7 separate regions of the Mus musculus genome follow, and regions 2, 3, 4, 5, 6 and 7 are each linked to region 1. The links are chromatin contacts, called in public HiCAR-type and promoter capture Hi-C maps. All regions are on one chromosome and are shown on one strand. The core of a region is the stretch at or near the end of the contact, and the rest is flanking DNA. Distances in the headings are between cores, read along the strand shown. Region 1 holds the start of Bdh2 (3-hydroxybutyrate dehydrogenase, type 2). Region 2 holds the start of 4930579F01Rik (RIKEN cDNA 4930579F01 gene). Region 3 holds the start of 1110002E22Rik (RIKEN cDNA 1110002E22 gene). Region 4 holds the start of Dapp1 (dual adaptor for phosphotyrosine and 3-phosphoinositides 1). Region 5 holds the start of Lamtor3 (late endosomal/lysosomal adaptor, MAPK and MTOR activator 3). Region 6 holds the start of Tbck (TBC1 domain containing kinase). Region 7 holds the start of H2az1 (H2A.Z variant histone 1).

Region 1 (2,610 bases), core at 78-2,577:
CTGAAGTCTCTCCCATCGTCACCTGGTTCCTTGTCATTTTCTCCCACAACAGTATCTCCCCTAATAAAAGCCATCCTGTTAGGTTCCTATTAGAGCCTTCCTCTGAGATCCAGCCCGACACAGTCACACGGTAAGAGGGGCTTCTGAAGCCAACTGATGACCCCCACTCTGTGATCCAATCATGCGCACATGCTGGGTAACAGGATCTGGCTTCATGGCGTCTCCCCAATTCTGATGCAGTACGCTTTGCTTTGCTTTTTACCAGTAGCACGCAGAGAGAAATTTCACTTAGAGTGTGGTAGGAGTTGAGAGAAAGCTAACTTGTGCTTTTAGGAAGGGATGAGCCGTCCCTGCCTCCCCCGACCCTGAGTACAGCATAAGAAACTCACAGTCCAGGGCCTTCACTAAGGGACCCTGGGTATTCGCCCACCAAAGCCCTGGTTCTCAACCGTCCTAATGCAGCGACACTTTAACGCAGTTCTTCATGTTGTGGTGACCCATATTTTTGTTGCTACTTCACAACTGTAATTTTGGTGCTGTTATGAACCATAATGTAAACACCTGACATTCAGAATATCTAATTAGATAGAACCTAGGCGTGGGGGTCGCGACCCACAGGTTGAGAATCAGTGAAGGCACCTGCTCAGTGCTCTCTTAAGCACCTCCATGACCCCCGAGACCACCCAGAAGCAACCAGGCACAAAATTTAGTTTCTGTTTACTTCTAAACCTTTCTCCAGCTGACCTCCAAGCAGTCTCAAGGCAACATGGGTTTTTTTGTTTTTTTGTTTTTGTTTTTTTTTTGGGGAGGGGGGGTAACAGGGTGGGGTTTAGAGTGGGAATACGTCCAGAAATTGTAAACTTAACCCACTCTTAACATAATGACTTTCCTACTTCTAAAGATTGTACTAAAACCCTAAATTTCTTTTTACTAGAAAAAGGCTCAGAGTATTTTCTGGAATTCCAAATATTTTCACGAGCCAGTTTACTTAGGACAGATACTGGAACAGTTGTCTTTCTTTGGCTATTTTCAAACTCTAATAAATACAAGAGGATTCCCAACTCCCACACTAACTGAAGATGCATCTTCAACTCGGCGATATGGAGAAGATGGCAACACAAGCTACAACTCTCAGTCCCCAAAAGTTTTGTCGAAAGTGATTAGAAAAAAATATCTTACTTTAGAAGAGTGAGTCCACACAGTCCTCCAGATTCCTTCAGGAGACAAACTTCAGATCTCTGCGCAGGAGAAGTCACATGCTGATTAATGCACGCTGGGAGGTGGAGTTCAGGTCCCCTCCGAGTCCTTTTGCTAATGCCTGTTAAGTAAGCTTTTAAGAAGTGTTTGCCACAGCCGTGCACTTTAGATGTGTCCATGCTGCCATCTAGTGATCAGAACGTGGAACTGTGAACGCCAAACAAAGGCCTGTCTTTTGTTTGTGCAAGTTACTTAGCAGGCCAGATCCAATGGCCAGGAAGGTGGAAGGCTGCTGGAAAACACACAAGGGACCCGAGGCACTAAATACTCTGGTCTTCCTAGCTCTTAACCCAGATTGCTTTGAGCGGGGAAAAGAAAACTTCCTTGGGGCTAAAGTCTTGTTTCTGACGTTAATCCCTCAGCTGCAGAATGCTGGCATCCTGAGTGCACTGGGCCTGAGCCGAGGAGCACACCCAGCTAGGATGGGAATCTTGAAATGAACAGAGCAAAATATCATGCAATCAAGTTGGTTGAAGACTACAGGAGCCACGAGGAAAGGGCTAGGTCTTGGCTGGGTCGGAGACTTGTGAGTTAACCTGGCTAGTGTCACAGTGATCATGGAGGTCATGTGTGAATGTCCTGCATAAATCCAGGGGCTCGACACATTTGGCACACTTTGCCATGGGCTCTGGCACTGCAAAGGCTACAAAACAAAGCTATCAGATTGCGAGCCTCCTTTGTCACCTGGGCTGGCCAGCCATGCAGGTCTGCTGGGGACGCAGGCTGTACTTTCTGAGGGCTTCCTTCTTGAAGAGAAAAGTGATGCCTCCCAGAAGGTTCTGGGTTCTGCTCCTCTTTCTGAGTGGCTCCTAAAGTGTGGGTTTCACAGTCAGTCAGTTGGATGCACGTGGGTTGGACGGAGCAGAGCAAGACAGAGAGCTGGTCCTTTAAGGCAGGCACAGGGTGGCTTCCTGTGCTGCTCAGTGTGTGGGTGCTTTCTGTTCCTCCCTCAAGCTCCTGCCTCAGGCCCTGGCTTCAGTCTCTAGCACGGTATAAAGCCCAGAGTGCTAGCACCGAGCACAAATAGATGTAAGAGCATCACAAAGTTTGCTTAGAACTTCACAGCCAGCCTGGACTACAGAAGACCCTTATTCAGAACAGCTGACCCCCTCAAAGGGGAAAAAAGAGCCCAGTTTAAAAATAAAAAGACATAAATCCTATGTCTCCCTGAAATAGCTGAGTAAGCAGGACCTGTAAACTGGCCAACCTACAGCGTTCTTATATGGAGGAGAAGGAAACAGCGGCTCTGCGTTCTTATATGGAGGAGAAGGAAACAGCGGCTCTGCCAGGGTGGTGAGGAGGGGACATGGTGTGCAGGTGAAGCCCAGCGTCTGCCACACACCTGCAGGATAA
Region 2 (2,610 bases), core at 69-2,568, 2.9 Mb before region 1:
AGACACTTGGTGTGGGTTGTAGGCTGACTAATAAGACTTTCTATTGGCTTAAACCCACATCTGAGCAGTCTTCTCTTGTGGATGCCCCACAACACGATTGTTTATGCTACACATATAAACATTCTTTGCTTTTTGTTTTGTTTTGTTTTTGTTTTGCTTGTTTTTCTAGAAAAGCTTTCTCTCTATAGCCCTGGCTGTCCTGGAACTCACTCTGTAGATCAGGCTGGCCTCAGACTCAGAAATTCCCCTGCCTCTGTCTCCCAAGTGCTGGGATTAAAGGCATGTGCCACCACTGCCCGGCACATGTAAACATTCTTAATGTATGTTATGCCCCAGTCAGCTTCATGTTGCTATAATAAAATGTAAGAGACCAGCTGACATACAAAGAAAACAAGGTATGTTCAGCTCATGGGTTGGGAGGTTGACGGATGGAACAGAATGCTGCCAATTCTATGAAGACCTTGTGGTAAGGATGGTGGAGCTGTTGGGGGTGTATGTGAAAGGGGTGGAGAGGGAGTGAGCACATTACAAGACAGTAAACGGTAAAGAGTTAAAATGCTGTTTCTAGGAGCTCAGGAACACAAGCGCTGCATTTCTTGCTGTTACTCGCTAATCACTCCTGAGAAGTTTGTTAGACATCCGAGGAACTTTGCCCATTATTTGTTGTCACTTTGATTTTTCAGATAGGGTCCTACTCTGTAGCCCGGGCAATCTTTCTGTTTAATTCTCCCAAAGGCTGGAACTATAGGACTGGGTCACCACACCCAGCTTCTCCTCATTTTTTTTCCTCCCTCTCACTCTCCTTAATTTATTTTTAATCATGCATACAAAGTAATGGATTTCATTGTGACGTTCTTTAATACATACCTTGTTTTGTTCCTTTATTTTCCACCATCCCTTCCCTCACCATGCCCCTCCCCTCTCCTTCTGCCCCGCCCGCTTGCTCTCCGAGCCCTCCCCTTTCCTGTTATGGGTACTCTGTTATTCTCTTTTCCTCAACCTCCCTCCCCCGCCTTGAGACCGCCTCTTCCCACCCCTGAGACTCAAATGGTGTCCTTTCACAATGACTGGGAGGCCTTCCCAGCAACCCCACTGCCACCGCTGTTTCTGTCACATAGCACGCACTGGGCTGACTTTCTCCCTTTCCTCTTTTCCTGAGATCCGCAGCACATCCACCATACCCCGTCTGAAACCAGCAAGAGATGCACTGTGCCATGCTAGTGAAGCTGTGTAACAAGCGGCCTGGAGCAATGGCTGTTACAGAGTTCTGGAACTTAGATTTCCCACAATGCTGATCCGTTGCTAACCTATCTCCTCACAACCAGGGAGGCAGGCACCTGGACCCATTGGAGTGTGAGTGGGAGAAACTGAAGAGACACCGCTTTGCTCTTTTGGAGGCATCAGACAGTCAGCTGTTTCCATCGATAAAATCTCCTTAAGTCCGAGATTTAAGGAAATAACAAAATTCAGCCGAGACCCAATATGAGGCTGGAAGGCCATCGGCAGACCTGAGCTTCTATCAGTTAAATTATCTGCTTTTAAAGCCGTTCTCAGGTATAATTTTCTATTCATCGTTAGAAACAATTGCTAACATCTCGGGTATGCTTACTTATGAGTCTCAAATATGCTTTTTAAGGCATACAAGAACCAAGTAGGCCATTTTGAGAAAAAAGGATGCTGTCTTTTAAAGTTAGTCACTTATATTGAGGAGACCGTCCGTACTAACAGCACTGCACTATTCATAGAGACATTTATCTTGTGGGGAAAAATTGCTAGCCCATTTAACAGCAATTGTTGAGTTTATACCAGGTGTGTGCACAGCAGGAAAGAAGATGAAACACCGGGGTAAATCAAGGCACGCCTGATGATGACACCCTATTGAAAGGAGCCATGAAGAAGTGACATGTTTAAAAACAAAACGCAGGGAGGAGCAGGTGCTATGAAGAGTGCTTTGAAGAAGAAAAGGGGTTAGAAGGTGGTGAGGCTGGGGTGACAATGGGGATTGCTACAAGGGGGTGTTAGGACTCCTTTTGGAGAAAGTGCATACCCAGAACAATACATCCTGTATGAGAAGAAGTCCCAGGAACAACTGTGGTGTGTTCTGGGCTGGAAGAGTGGGAGAGCAGTGTTCATGATTCCAGCAACAGCTGTACAAGATGGCCACCGCACGTGACTTACAGTGCCTCCTTATCCTGTCTGTTCCCTTTGTAAACCCGTGTGCTATGTGTGTACTATTTTGAACTTAAGGGTATTAATATTTTATGCAAATGGGCAGGGCATTTTTTCTGAATAACATTAACTGGGTTTTTTCACCAATCCTTCTCTTTGGAGGATTGTATTTCCCTTATTTTAAATAAAATTCGATAATTTACTGATACATGGGTAGAATCAAGAGACCACAAGAAAGGAAATTTTGCTTTCGGAAGTATCTTTGAAACTTCTGTCAATTAATTTATATTAAATATATATACATACATACACACACACACACACACACACACACACACACACAAAGTTTTACTTGAATGTATGGGTATGCATCACGTGCACAAAGAGCTGTGGAAGCCAGAAGGCTTTAGATACGCTGAAGTTGGCCTTGTAGGCAGTTTT
Region 3 (2,610 bases), core at 81-2,580, 2.8 Mb before region 1:
AGACTGAAAACATCTGGAATAAAGCAATGGTTATTAAGCCATAACTCAGGGTCATGGGAAAGAAAAAGAAATACCTTCCAAATCTTAGTTTCTTAATTAGTAAGTACAACTAACTAGGAACATTTTTAACATTTACGCACATATTAATGATTGAATTCTGGTAAGAACCACATGAATTAAGTACAATTACTATACTGATTTTATAGACGGGGAACCTGAGACACAGAGGTAGGGCATGATTCAAACCTAGGCAGTCCAGCTGGAGACCTTTACGGTTACGATAGGCAATCAAGGTGGGTCCCCACAGTCAAGGTGGGTCCCCACAAAACCATTCAGAGTTGTTACCCCGTCAACTATCAAATCTGCATGACCACAAATAATCTATGTAACTGGTTGAGGTTTGTTTGTTTGTTTTTATTTCAGATATTCAACCCGAGAACACTTTATGGACTTGGGGGGCTAAGGAACACGATTCTGTTAATAAAATGGATTAAATATAGTCCCCTTCTCTCAGGCAAGCAGACTTTTGAGCTCGCCATTTTTACTTTTCTTTGAGGCTGACCATGCCTTGGGCAGTAAGAAAGCCCTGGAGATAGTCCAAGACAGTGTGAGACACATGTGCTTCCTGGCTAATCAAGAGGCGAGAGTTTCTGTATAGTCCAAGGAAGAATCACTCTAGCGCTGTCATATGGCCCTGTCTGTCATCGCAACACAACAGATTTTTTTTCTTGAGTTTCTTCCTGTGGTTAGCAAAATATAAAACTGAAAGTTCTGACACACAGGGTATATGGTAATGTTCTCTCTCTCTCTCTCCCTCTCTCTCTCTCTCTCTCTCCCTCTTCCCCTTCTTCTTTCTTCCTTTCCTTTCCTTTCCTTTCCTTTTCTTGCTTGCTTTCTCCCTGTCTTCCTTCCTTTCTTCCTTCCTTCCTTCCTTCCTTCCTTTCTCTCTCTCTCTCTCTCTCCCTCTCTCTTCCTTCCTTCCTTCCTTCCTTTCTTTCTTTCTTTCTTTCTTTCTTTCTTTCTTCCTTTCTTTCTGTGTTTTCAAGGCTGGCCTCGAACTCAGATATCCACCTGCCTCGGCCTCCCCCAGTGCTAGGATTAAAGGTCCCAGACTACAACTGGTCACCATAATTTCTTAATACCCAAAGTTCCGCAAAACCTCCTGAGGTCTCCCCTCTCTGAGAACCCAGCCCTGGCCAAGCTCCCCACCTCCCCCCAACCCCCTCCCCCACAATCAGACACAGCCTGGTTCGGTTCTAACGTGGGTTCTTACCTTCAGAATAGGTGTGTGGCTCCTTCAAGGATTTCCAGCTAAACAATGCCAGTGTCGATATGGTGGTAGTGGGGGTTCCTTCATATAAAGTCAATTTCCAAAAGGTTTTTTTTTTTTTAAGTCAAACCAAAAATTCCCTTTGTGGTTTAAAATCAAATAAGCTGAAACACCATAGTAGGGCTGACTATTAAAAGAAAAGAAATGTATAAATAGAAAAACAGCAGCCAACTTTAGGGTAAAGAAGACAATTAAGGACTCCACACGGTTTCCCTTCTGGTGTTTTTCAGAGTTCTGGGTTAGTTTATGGTACCATGAAAAGGGGTGGTCTGAGATCTAGTGGAGTAGCTTGGAGTCATGGGTAGCTACCGTGTCCTTCATTCTTACAGGTGGGTAGCCACCGTGCCTTTTATTCTTACAGATGACTCTGATCACTTTTTTACAGATGAACTCAGTGGTTGCCTGCCTGACCTCAGGTGTTGAGCAATTGATGTGACTAATATTGCCAGTATTAACCCATGGTGAGCAGGCACGCGTGGTTAGACAGGCAAGGTATGCCCTGTTGATAACTTTATATGGGAACTCCAGGAGCAACAAAGGAAGTGACTCAGCGTTGTTACATTTCTCTCTGAGGAGAAAGTCTCTTAGCTTTCCTTGAAGGGTTTCTGAGATAGTTCAGTGTATGTAAAACCTTAACATGACTTAAGAAGTGAAGAACGAAGGCCAGACCACCCACCAGCTGATTAAAGGTCATGCTTATATTTTGGGTCTCCAAATCTGGCATAATAAGATAACTAAGTGTGCTATTCAAGAGAAGAAACCGTTCACAGAAGGCAAACCTTAGACTGGAAACGAAGAGATGTATTAGGTTAAACTTAACCTCAGAGTCAATGCCAAACCCTTGGCCAACCACAAACATTCTTAGTTTGTCTGGGGCACAGCAGGGAAGAGACAGTGGTGCTTTATATTGAGTTGAAGGTCTTTCCATAAAGATGTGTATCGCTCTCAGCACACACTTATGTGAAGAAGGCTTTTCTGGGGACCACTGCCTAAGACCTAGGACGTGGCTAGCACCTTTCCAAGCCTAGGGATGGACATGTGAAAGTTGGCATCTGAAAGAAGGTGCCCTATCATACTATTTAATGTACTAAAAGGTACGTGGTTATTGAAATAAGCCCTCCATAATCATATGACTAAAAAGTAGTTATTGTTTCCACTTTATGGACTGAAAAAAAAAAGCGAGGCTAAGTAAAAGCTTGTGCCTCTGTAGGGCTTTTCACCATTTTTCCCAATAATCAAATGCTGCAGCCCTGGTTAAAATTGGGTGTGAGGTGGACCCA
Region 4 (2,610 bases), core at 37-2,536, 2.7 Mb before region 1:
AGCTGCTTCTCCCCAGGACTGCCTCTAGGCACTGAGGACTTTCTCACCAGAGAAAGCCAGAGTCCCAGGAACCATTGGGAAACAGAAGAGAGGACGGTTCCTAAGGAGACATTGGCAGCCTGTGTAGAACAAGGTCTTCGTTCTATCAGTCTCTTTAGGATACCAAATGGAACAGCCCTCAGATGAACCCTAGTTCATCTTGGGATATTGGAGGGGGAACATGCAGAGAGAGAGCTCTTTATCCATCCACTGATACACATCCAGGCAGATGGAATTTCCTCTTTATGAGTCTAAACACCACTGCATCCAGGGTAGTTCAGCCTACTGGGTACACCCCGGACAGCGTAGCTCAGCCTACTGGGTACACCCCGAACAGCGTACGTAGCTCAGCCTACTGGGTACACCCCGGACAGCGTAGCTCAGCCTACTGGGTACACCCCCGGACAGCGTAGCTCAGCCTACTGGGTACACCCCCGGACAGCGTAGCTCAGCCTACTGGGTACACCCCCGGACAGCGTAGCTCAGCCTACTGGGTACACCCCCGACAGATGCTGTTCTTTAACTTTCTTCTGCCTTCTTACTCAGTCCTTTGCCTTGTTTGTTTTTTAAACAGGGACTCACATAGCCCAGGCTGGACTCAAATTCACCAAGTAGATGAGGATAGCCTTGAACTTCTGACTTTTCTGCCCCTACCTCTAGAGTGCTGGGATTACAGGATCTTATGGGGTGCGGGGATGGAACCCAGGTCTTTGGGCATGTTGGCGACAGCCTCTGCCCCCAAACCTTCTTCCATAAGAGAAACAAGTGTTCCCCTACAGAAACCTCAAGGGAATATTGGAAAGAAATCCTGAGCCAGTACCAGAAACAAAGTAGGTTAGAGCAGGACTGGTTGTTTACCTATAATTTTTTTAACCCCTTCAGAAGATGTATCTGACGTCGAAGCTTCCTCGGTGTTCCTTGTGCCGCTGTGTGAGGTGGGTGTGCGCGTGCACATAGCCCCCTCCCCGCCCCCCCCCCCAAACTACAGGCAAACCCTGGTAAGGAGAAGCTACAGTTTGGACTCCTAGAAAGAGTTTGACCTAATCGCCCCATCCTGGTTGGGCGGGTGGTCCTTCTGTTTTCTTTGGCAAAATCTAACTTGACAATACGTTGTGGTGACTGAGGTGCTCTGCTGCCAGAGGGGTTAGTTAGCACACTTCCTGACTGACAGAACACCCCTGCCTATGCCTCAGGCCCACGGTGGCAGAGGCAGTGTGGGAGGAGCAACCAAGTTTCACTTCCTTGCTAGCCAGAGACTCAGCCCCAGCCGGCTCCTGCCTTAGCGAGGAGGAGCAGCGCGTCCAGCAGCAGCCGATCCCATCTCTCTCTTCATACAGCACCTGGCGGGGAGTCAGCCATCAGAAGCAAAGGAACTTATGGGCAGAGCAGAACTTCTAGGAGGGAACATGAGTACCCAGGATCCCTCAGAGCTGTGGGGCAGAGCAGATGGAGGCACAGACCTGCTCCAGGATTTGGGGTAAGAGCGCTTTTTCGATGAGTACAACTTCCCAGTTCCTTGAAAAATCGCCGCTCTGACCAGTGTTTCCAGGATTCGAGTCTCTTCCCACTGCCACCTGATGGTCGTCTACCTGGCCAGTTTAATTGACCTGTAGGAACTTCCTTCTGGGGGCGCTGATTCATTGTAAAAGTGTAAGATATTTTTCTAAAAGTGAGAACAGTTACACTGAGAGAATGTGATAAAAAAAAAATCAACTTTTGGGCATCCTTCAGCAGCTGGGGAGTGTGCATACAATCGTCTGTTTCTTTGATACTGGGCTAGTTTATCATTAAAGTGAGGTGGAAGAACTCTGAGTGCACCTCTTGGCAGTGAACTGTGTCACTGGTTCCATAAACAGAAAGACTACACGGCTGTGAGTAAGAGGGATTTTTTTTTTTTTTCAAAAGAAAAAGAATGAGGAAGTTTGTACGACAATCATGTTTCTACGGTGCCTCCTTCTCACACAGCAATGGGAGCTCTTTCATAGCCTTTAGACACAAGATAACAACAGCCTGGCTTCAGATAGACAGGTTTAGGTTAGGTGACATCATCAGAGTTCATCAGAAGGGACCCTGATGACACAGCTCATCCGGACATTTAGTAAAGAAAAAAGGGCTACTCAGACAAGAAAGGAGGTTTCCTTGGAGACAAAGCCTTGCACCTACACGCTTGTGTTTCCCAAGAGAGAGGACTCTGGACCTGTTGTCTACCTAAGTGGCTGGAATTCCTCATCACCCAATGACATAAAGACATACTGTCACCTTGCATAGGATGGCAATAAACACGAAAGGGTTTTAAACCCCATCTTATCGGTCACATCAGTGAAATAACAAAGCTGAGACAGCTACCTGCCAGAGGCCCCATCCTCCTCTGAGAATGGGTTGAAATTTCTGTTTACACTAGAGATTGTATCATTTTATATTGTGTTACTGTAAAATTTCTCACGGCACTATGCTGGCACAGCAAGTAGAGGTGCTTGCGGCTAAGCCTGGCTAAGCCTGAGATTGAGTCCTGGGACCCACTCGGCAGACCTCCACACAGATGATATGTCAGACGGGTACACACACACACAC
Region 5 (2,610 bases), core at 69-2,568, 2.6 Mb before region 1:
AGCCCTGTCCCTATCCCTAAAGGACATGAACTCACCACTTGTCACTGGCATTTCATCTCTGACGTGTATAACTTGGGAGAAGTTAGTTAACCTTTTTCTAGGCCTCAGTTTCATTATATGCTTCGTTACATGTCTACAGGGATAATCACAGACCCTACAACCTAAGAACGCTGTCAAAGGTTAGTAAGGGCTATGTCAGTGTACTTGGAATTGGGACACACAAATACAGATTTGCTGTAAAATGAGGTCACGTGCTTCCTAATATTTTACATCCGGATGCTACCGTATTCACTTGAGAATCCTCTATAAATCTCTTCCCATGTCCGGGCATCCAGATTGCCCATGAATTTTTTTTTTTAAATGATCCTAATTCCGATAAACTATTCTAACATTCAGCTTCTTGGCAAAGATACTGACAATTATGACCTCCACTCTAAATGTGTGCTGTTTTGAACCTCTATCTCCCAAACTGAATGAGTGTCCTTTCCCACGTTACCACCACAAACTTACTTTTGCTCTCGTCTTAAACAGACACATAGAAACGGAACATAGCTTGTTAAGGGGGCACGCGTTAGCCATCCTTTTAGACTCCCAACACTGCCTACTGAGACACCAAGAGCATTATTTACTGGGAGAGGATTCAGAGCACTGTCCTATGAACAGGTACTGACTGGAAGGGCGGCCAGTCATCCTTCAGAATTTCCAGTGCCACCCACACAGAGTTCTTGTATGCTCCAATAGGATTAGGAGGTGGAAGAATATATAGTTCTCTGAGGCTAAAGCACCTTAGTGGCCCATCACAACCGGTCCTGACAGAAGCTCAGGCCCCTGCAAGTCCTTACTACAAATCCAGGAAGAGAGGCGAGGCTGAAACACATTTCTACCTTTCTCCTCTCAGAAGCCGTATGCAAACCTCCCACCTCCCCTTTTTCTTGGGAAGGGGTGTCAACTTACATCCGCCATGATGAACCCCTTTTCCTCGCAGAATCGATCTCCACTCCTGGAAGGAAAACTTCCGTGACTTCCCCCGCACCCGAGGCTTAGTCACCCTCTCCAGACCCAGACAGCATCACGAGATCCACCCTCTCCAGGGCCAAGCGAGAGCCCTGGATCTCCGTCAAGGGAGTGGGGAGGTTCCCGGGGACCCTGCCCGGTGGCCAGCCCACCTCTCCCCACCCACTCTGTCCCCGAGCTGAGAGGAGCGGCGACCTCTGCAGACGCACGCGCGCTCCAGCCTGGGAAGACCTGCCCCGGTGTTCCCGCAGTTCAGTCGCCTCTCTGAAGCCGCCTGTCAAGTCGCTGTCACATTACTCGTGACCTCCGCGGGATCCAGGAAGCACTTGCTGCACCCTCCAGTACCGGGACTCGGAACTTCCGGGGAGACCCGGGCGGAAATTGCGCGCGCGGCCGCCCCGCCCCCTGGAGGCTTTTTTTTTTTTTCCTGCGCCTGCGCGCTGCGCCACGAGCAGCTGGGTTGGCATCTGCGGTCCTTGCACCTTAATTTCCATCCAACTCACCTACAACGGAAGATGATCCTGTGCGGAGTATGTGTACACCTTTCCCAGACCCATTATGTAAATCTTTATGAATGAAGACGTTTGAGGAGAACAAACTGAGCAGCCTACTTATTAGAAGTCCCAGGTCCTTGGATAACCTAATTTACAAGCCAGTTTCCTAACGGTGCTGCTACCACATGTTCTCTTGGGTTTTTACCTAGAAGTGCAGGAGCCATGGGCCTATGGGCTCGTTTGCTAAGTCCGTTTTGAACACGCATGCACTGGGCTGCCTGCTTTGGCTCTTGGGCCTGCATTTGTTGTATCTTCTTAAAATAAAATAAAAACTGCCTATATTTTTTGTTGGTGTTTGTACATTCAAGAAAGCCCACTGTAAGGGCAAGGCAAGAAAGCTTAGCAAAAGGGAGGCTTCTCCATTTGCTTTGGCCCGGTGTTTCTCATTACTGACGCGTTGATAACTCTTTTGTGGTAGAGGGCAGCCATGTAATCCGCTTAGGAGACTCTGGTAGAAACCCTGAGGACAAACGAAAATCACCTGGGATCTAAATACTCCCCAGTGGCTGCCTGAGCTGGGGGGAGTGGGGGGAGGGCGGGGAGGGGGAATGGAAGCTGATGGCTTTTGCTGCAGATGTTAACAGTCGTGTACCGTTAAAGAAAACGGTAAGCTCTCTAGGAGCACCTACTTTGGAATTCTTTTACTAAATCGCCACTCAAGTTTCTTTTCATTTCCACAAAGTTTTAATACTTTTATTCTTTGAGAATTTCATACAATGCATTTTGATCATATTTACCCCTGACTCTTCTGCTCTAACTCCCCTTAGGTTCACCCCCATGTCTGTACCCTTCAAACTGTGTCCTCCCCCCCCGCCCCCATAACCTATCAAGTCCAGTTTGGGCTGATCATCTCCGGGGCCTGTGGGACTAGCCAATGGAGCATGGCCAACCTACCAGAGATCACCCTTAAAGAACACTGACACCTCTCTCAGAAGCCATCAATTGCCCATAGCACTTCAGTGTAGGTAGGCTCACCAACCATCCCCACTGCATGCTAGAATGTTGGCTGGCTTGATCTCCGGCAGGCCCGCTCAGCTGTGTG
Region 6 (2,610 bases), core at 76-2,575, 2.6 Mb after region 1:
AGCCTGTAGAGCACAAGGCTCCTCTGTTCATTGGGAGCCAAATAAAGTCTCCCATAGGCTTTCAGAATTAATGGACCTGAAAACTTGGTAACACAGGCGAATTTGTTTTCTTGGTGATAAATGGAGAGAGCCAGTGCTATTCTCATCATAATAGAGGAGTCAAAACACATACTCAAAAGTTCATGTGAAAATAGTTATGACCACTATTCTGAATCTTGTCGATACTGTGAGCTAGCTTAAGTCTACTTGAATCTTAACTTCTTATTCAATGAGTAGATGCAAAATTACAGAAAGTTATATCTACATAGCAGGCTTGAAGTCATAGGAAAGGTGAGACATAACCTCAGCATTTTAATATTTAACTTTTACAATGATATATTAGATTTTCCGTTATAGACATTAAATAACATACAACTGAAAAATCAGACAAGTGTTTATGACTCAAAAAGATAAACCACAAGCAAGAAAACAAATTTCAGTATCAGTCTATCTCTCTGGTGTGCATGAAGCTCACGAACAAAAAATTGACACACACACACACACACAGGTGCTCACACTTGGTAACTAGAAGAGAGTGAAAAATGAAAACGATGAAGTCAGAGATTACAAGAGAAAGCCATGTAGGCAGGTAGTTGGCTTGGAAAATTTACTCAGGGAATACTTTGAAACTTCTACGTTAAGTCTGACGTTTCTGTAGCCAGAACACTGAAAACCACAAACATGGCCTGCACCTATAATGAACAAGACACAATGTAAACTCTTAAAGAGATTGGAGATGACTCACGTGAGTCGAAAATGTAGAAGAAGAAGAGGAGGAGGAGGAGAAAAGGGGGGAAAAAAGAGGGGTAGTGGGGAGACGTGGATTTTATCCAGAGTAAAATCGTATTTGCATTTCTAAGACTCGGTGAACTTGGGCTTCAGGGAGAAGGAAGTTTGGAGACAAACACAACAGCAAGCAGCTCCACAGATTGGTTCTATGGGTTCCTGCAGAATGGCCGGGTCACTCACAGTACCTGATTGTCCCACAAGTCCCACCCACTAACGCCAGGCAAGCGGCGACACCAGAATACCTGCCTGAATCTGGGGACGCAGAGATTGGGGGGTTGAGCTCCTAAGCGCGGAAGCTATGCCTGGCAGTGCTTAGTGGGCCGTGTCCTGCATTTCAGGCGCGTCTACAAGAGGCCGCCTAGGGAAGGTGACAGCCGGAGCGACACGCCTCCGTCCGCGCGGGCCTCCCGGGTCCCCGGCTCAGAACCCGAGGGTGAGCGCGCACCTCGCTCCACTGACAGCGCCCAGCACCCCCTCCCCCGCCGCCGCCTCGGGTCGGCCACTGCTCATGACGTCACATCGCCGAGACGCAACCCCGGGGGAAGACCCCAAAACTTCCGGCCGCCTGTCCCTTGCCCAGACAGACAGCCAAATGTAGCGAGTGAGAAAGAAGTGAGGGAAGATCGGAGGGAGGGAGGAAGGAAATGGGAGATGGGAGCTCAGTGTGGTACAGGGAGAGAGCTGGCGCAGGCAGCGGACGGCCGATGAGCGGTGAAACTGTGAAACGCTCAGGCATTTATCAGGGACAGCCTCCTGGGTCCTTTCTCGCTGCCGGGGACTGCGGGAGGCTGGCCCTTCCTTCTCCCGGCTGAGGCTGCTCAAGAGCTGCGGTTGGGTCACCGCTTCATGTGAGTGTCCCGATCCAGAGTTCTTCCCTTTCTCACCCGGGAAAAAGAACCTGACCTTCTGTGTAGTAGTGGGAAGCGCGGTCAAAACCTCCACCCACGTGCCCCCTTTTGATTCAACTTAGTTTGGGCAATGAATACGTGGCCGAGGGAGAGCATGCTACTGGAGGCAGGGGGTGAATGCATTACCTTGTTTCCTTTTAAGTGAGAGTGCAAAGGATTTCCAGTGTTTGTACGTGAGGACGGGTTGAAGAAGGAGATTCCTTGATTTCAACAGATATTAGAAACACCAGCTACCACTATACTCCCGGCAACAGTTTAGTTATTGGGTAAAGATCCATAAACTAAGTAGAAATGACTGTCAACGAAACGGACAAAAATCCCAGTCGTTGCCTCTCGGCTAGGGCTTATTGTTGAAGTACAGCATTAAAAGTAAGGTGAACACTCTGTATTTTAATATTGATATGTTTTACTTATGGGTATGTGTTCATGCCCGAGTGAGTTTTTGTGCAAAACTTGTGTGGAGGTAAACGCGGAGGCTAGAAAGCATCAGACCCCTGGGACCTGGAGTTACCTGTGATTGTGTGCTCCTGTGTAAGTGCTGGGCCCTGAGCTTGGGTTCCCTGCAACAAGCACTAAACGCTTTTTAGTGTTGGCATTTTATACTTAAATATTTTAGATTATAAGTACTGCACAGAAAAGGTATTAAGCCATAAAAAAAAAAAGGTAGATTATTTGACATGGTTGCCAGAGAAGGTTCTCAAGGAAAAGATGGCTTTCTAGGAAGGAGGTGACACAAATAGAATTAACAATAGAGAAAACCTTCAAGAAGTACAGTCAGTCATAAGGCCAAGCCATTGCGAAGGCCATGCAACAGAAACTTACCAAAGTATGAAGGGGTCTGACCAATGCCTGTGGGCTCAGAACTGAGAGAGGG
Region 7 (2,610 bases), core at 52-2,551, 2.6 Mb before region 1:
CCTCCTCGGCTGAACGCGAGCTCCCTCTAGCGCTCCCTCGGTCTGCGCGCCGCTCTTAGGGCCTGCGAGTTTTCTTGCATCACTTTCCTCCTCTCTCGCCACTTTCCCCCGCCCCCCCAGAGCTTTTCCAGATCACAGGCGTACTCCCGCTTACCTCTGCGGTGAGGTACTCCAGGATGGCTGCGCTGTACACAGCGGCGGTCGCGCCCACACGTCCGTGGCTGGTTGTCCTAGATTTCAGGTGTCGATGAATACGGCCCACAGGGAACTTGATTTTTATGCACACAAACAAACGAACAAACAAGAAAAAAAATGCACAAAGATAGGAAATTCGTTAAGATAAGATGTGCGCGCCAAAGCCAAGGACGGTGGTGGTGCACCAACGCGCCCCGCCAGTTAACACACATGTGATCCGACGCCCCCCCTCCCCAAACCCCAGTATTCACTGTCTCCGCAGGGCCAAGTCGCGACACATCACTCATGCTAAGATGGAACACCCATGGAGGGTGCAGACAAACAAGCAAGGGGGGTGCAAACATAAAGGCCCGGTCACCCGACTGCGGCAGTTGCTACCCACCTGCAAGCCGGCTCGCTGCGAGCGGGAAACCGCCTTTGTCTTGGCCTTTCCGGAGTCCTTTCCAGCCTTACCGCCAGCCTGCGGCGCCGCCGACGCCCGCGAGCCCGGGAGGGACGGAGAAGATAGAATTACCAAGGCGGCGCGCCCCTCCCCCACCACAGCGCGTCCTGGAGGCGAGCGAGCGCGCGCTCGGCCGCCCGCCGCCCGCCCCGCCGGGGACCCCGGGCCGCCGCTCGCCCCCCGCCCGCCCTTCTCCCCCGCCGACCCCTGCCGCGAGCCCGCCGCGGCTGCGCGCCCCCGCGCCGGCTCCCAGCCGCGCCGTGCGCGCCCCCCCAACCGTCGCCTCCCGCCTGGAGCTCCGGGGCTCCGAAAACACCTCCCCTCCGCTCGTCCCGACCCCGTCCCCGCACGCTCCCACTCGCCGCCGCCGCCGCCTCTCCCAGCCCCGGGGACGGCGGCCCCGCCCGCTCGGAGCCTGCAGCCCGCGGCCGCCCGCCGTCACTCTTCACGTTACCATCTCGGACCGTGCTGAAGCTCCGACGAGCGAGGAAGAGACGAGGCCAGGCGGACGCTCAGCGAGATCCCAGCGCCCACTCCTCCGTCGGACCGCGATTCAAACTGCGCCGTCTCCCGCCTTCCTCGCGCCCTTTATACTGCAGAATGTTCCCTCATCCGGGAACTCGGCCGGTTCGGCCCACCAATGGTTGCCTCCCGCCCTCGGGACGCGTCCTTGAGGCTCCAGCCAATGGGAGAACGCACAGCGGAGTGGCGGGGCGGGCGCTCGGGAGCTCGAGCGATGATTGGCGCGTGGGGGATGAGTTAGGGGGGGAGGAGATGCGGCGGGACGAGGACCGGGAGAAGAAGGGGCGCCGCGGCGGGAGGGCAGCAACAGAGCGCTGCGCCACCGAGCGAGTGGACGGTGGTGTCACGTGCCTGGAGGGAGGAGCTGGAAGGCTGGGGAGGAGCGCGCGCTGGCGTCCTCCCCGCTGCAGCCTCCCCCCCTCCACTCCCCCGCGGTGCTCCGGAGACCACGTGAGCTTCCCTCCCGGTCTAGCCTGGCCCCCTCGCTGACAACCGGCGCCTCTCGGTTGCCCTCTGGCCTGGCCTTTCGTGTCCGCAGATCTCGGTTTCCTTCAGAGTCCTGCCTTCTGACAGGTGGCTCGAAGGCGTCCGGCAAGAAGAGCTCAGCTCGGCCTCTACTTGGTGAACCACTTCCCTGATAAAAGTGTCACCTACCCCACCCCCGGTAGTTTTTTCATCTTCCTCCACTTCTGTCCTCACCTCTTGTTACCCCTCACCCCCCTCATCCTGTCTCATAACAACAGTGGAGCCAAGTTACCGTGGGGATAACAAGTAATTTTGTCTACACACAGGAAGCTTGGGATGAAGCGGTTTTTTATAATGAAGTCACCGGCCATATTTTTGCGAAGACTTCGCATCAATGGGATGCACCTATAGCCTAGTGTCTAAAGTTGATTTGTTGAAACATTAAAGCTATTATGTGTCAGCTTTCCTACACTAAAACATTTTGCCACATGACAAATGTTGGTAAATGTCAGTGGGGTAACTGTAACATGATTCACAAGCAGTTACAGATGGTTCATGTAATCAGTTACAAATGCTGGGCTTAAAAAAAAAAATAGACTTGTACACACGGTACTGTCCTGATGCCAGCCACTTAGACGTGCAGTTAGTAGATCTACAGCACCTGCATTTATCACTCGCTGCTTGGAGACCATAATTATCTGAGTCTTGCGAATTTCGCATTTATATTAATACGTAGCACTTTTCAATTAAACATGATTGTGTGGCCATGTGGGTGGGCGCGGGTGCTCACCTCATTACTATAGTTGTGGAAATCGGATGACAACTTGAGTGAGTGCTCTCTTTCCAGGGTTCCAGAGATAAACTCAGGTATCAGGTAGTCAACTCTCACACAGCTAGCACCCGTCGAGTTATATCACCGGTTTATACTTTTTACATAATTGAATAGTAATATGAAGAGAATATTGAAGCGTAAACTCCACATTATT

Evidence for each region. Promoter capture Hi-C pulls out the DNA fragments that hold promoters and counts their contacts. HiCAR-type assays count read pairs that join an accessible place to other places.
Region 2: a contact with region 1 is called in a promoter capture Hi-C map of pre-B cells, with 12 times the contacts expected there. The contact joins the promoter of 4930579F01Rik here to the promoter of Bdh2 in region 1. A contact is called at or near these places in 3 of 39 promoter capture datasets (cranial neural crest, hippocampal neurons and pre-B cells) and 1 of 115 datasets of contacts at active chromatin or transcription factors (astrocytes).
Region 3: a contact with region 1 is called in a promoter capture Hi-C map of liver, with 4 times the contacts expected there. The contact joins the promoter of 1110002E22Rik here to the promoter of Bdh2 in region 1. A contact is called at or near these places in 3 of 39 promoter capture datasets (hippocampal neurons and liver) and 1 of 9 other capture datasets (adipose tissue).
Region 4: a promoter capture Hi-C map of second pharyngeal arch cranial neural crest shows a contact between it and region 1. The contact joins the promoter of Dapp1 here to the promoter of Bdh2 in region 1. A contact is called at or near these places in 8 of 39 promoter capture datasets (the 3T3-L1 cell line, the C10 cell line, cranial neural crest and 4 more) and 1 of 115 datasets of contacts at active chromatin or transcription factors (astrocytes).
Region 5: a contact with region 1 is called in a HiCAR-type map of astrocytes, with 10 times the contacts expected there. The contact joins the promoter of Lamtor3 here to the promoter of Bdh2 in region 1. A contact is called at or near these places in 5 of 39 promoter capture datasets (cranial neural crest, frontonasal cranial neural crest, liver and 2 more) and 4 of 115 datasets of contacts at active chromatin or transcription factors (astrocytes, embryonic forebrain, pro-B cells and 1 more).
Region 6: a promoter capture Hi-C map of hippocampal neurons shows a contact between it and region 1, with 7 times the contacts expected there. The contact joins the promoter of Tbck here to the promoter of Bdh2 in region 1. A contact is called at or near these places in 2 of 39 promoter capture datasets (hippocampal neurons and pre-B cells) and 2 of 115 datasets of contacts at active chromatin or transcription factors (astrocytes and thymic regulatory T cells).
Region 7: a contact with region 1 is called in a promoter capture Hi-C map of pre-B cells, with 5 times the contacts expected there. The contact joins the promoter of H2az1 here to the promoter of Bdh2 in region 1. A contact is called at or near these places in 13 of 39 promoter capture datasets (the 3T3-L1 cell line, 3T3-L1-derived adipocytes, the C10 cell line and 9 more) and 6 of 115 datasets of contacts at active chromatin or transcription factors (astrocytes, embryonic forebrain, embryonic limb bud and 3 more).

The regions. Positions count from the first base shown.
Region 1 is chr3:135,279,938-135,282,547 of GRCm38.p6, reverse strand. Bdh2 (3-hydroxybutyrate dehydrogenase, type 2) reads right to left here and starts at 1,327. Exons shown (of 10, transcript NM_001172055.1): 1 at 1,180-1,327. Gm46826 (a long non-coding RNA gene) reads left to right here. Exons shown (of 3, transcript XR_001783991.2): 3 at 1-116.
Region 2 is chr3:138,192,539-138,195,148 of GRCm38.p6, reverse strand. 4930579F01Rik (RIKEN cDNA 4930579F01 gene) reads left to right here and starts at 1,318. Exons shown (of 9, transcript NM_001374685.1): 1 at 1,318-1,554.
Region 3 is chr3:138,060,962-138,063,571 of GRCm38.p6, reverse strand. 1110002E22Rik (RIKEN cDNA 1110002E22 gene) reads right to left here and starts at 1,330. Exons shown (of 3, transcript NM_001370862.1): 1 at 1,274-1,330. All of the region lies in intron 1 of Gm5105 (predicted gene 5105), which reads left to right.
Region 4 is chr3:137,980,225-137,982,834 of GRCm38.p6, reverse strand. Dapp1 (dual adaptor for phosphotyrosine and 3-phosphoinositides 1) reads left to right here and starts at 1,286. Exons shown (of 9, transcript NM_011932.3): 1 at 1,286-1,516. The coding sequence starts at 1,416. The region is part of intron 2 of Gm19708 (a long non-coding RNA gene); the gene reads right to left.
Region 5 is chr3:137,917,263-137,919,872 of GRCm38.p6, reverse strand. Lamtor3 (late endosomal/lysosomal adaptor, MAPK and MTOR activator 3) reads right to left here and starts at 1,318. Exons shown (of 7, transcript NM_019920.2): 1 at 1,210-1,318; 2 at 955-1,000. The coding sequence starts at 963.
Region 6 is chr3:132,682,859-132,685,468 of GRCm38.p6, reverse strand. Tbck (TBC1 domain containing kinase) reads right to left here and starts at 1,325. Exons shown (of 26, transcript NM_001163455.2): 1 at 1,075-1,325. It overlaps Aimp1 (aminoacyl tRNA synthetase complex-interacting multifunctional protein 1), which reads left to right and starts at 1,590. Exons shown (of 7, transcript NM_007926.2): 1 at 1,590-1,676. The coding sequence starts at 1,675.
Region 7 is chr3:137,863,178-137,865,787 of GRCm38.p6, reverse strand. It overlaps H2az1 (H2A.Z variant histone 1), which reads right to left and starts at 1,301. Exons shown (of 5, transcript NM_016750.3): 1 at 1,092-1,301; 2 at 578-655; 3 at 155-268. The coding sequence starts at 1,094. Gm43403 (predicted gene 43403) reads left to right here and starts at 1,462. Exons shown (of 2, transcript NR_169184.1): 1 at 1,462-1,823; 2 at 1,951-2,101.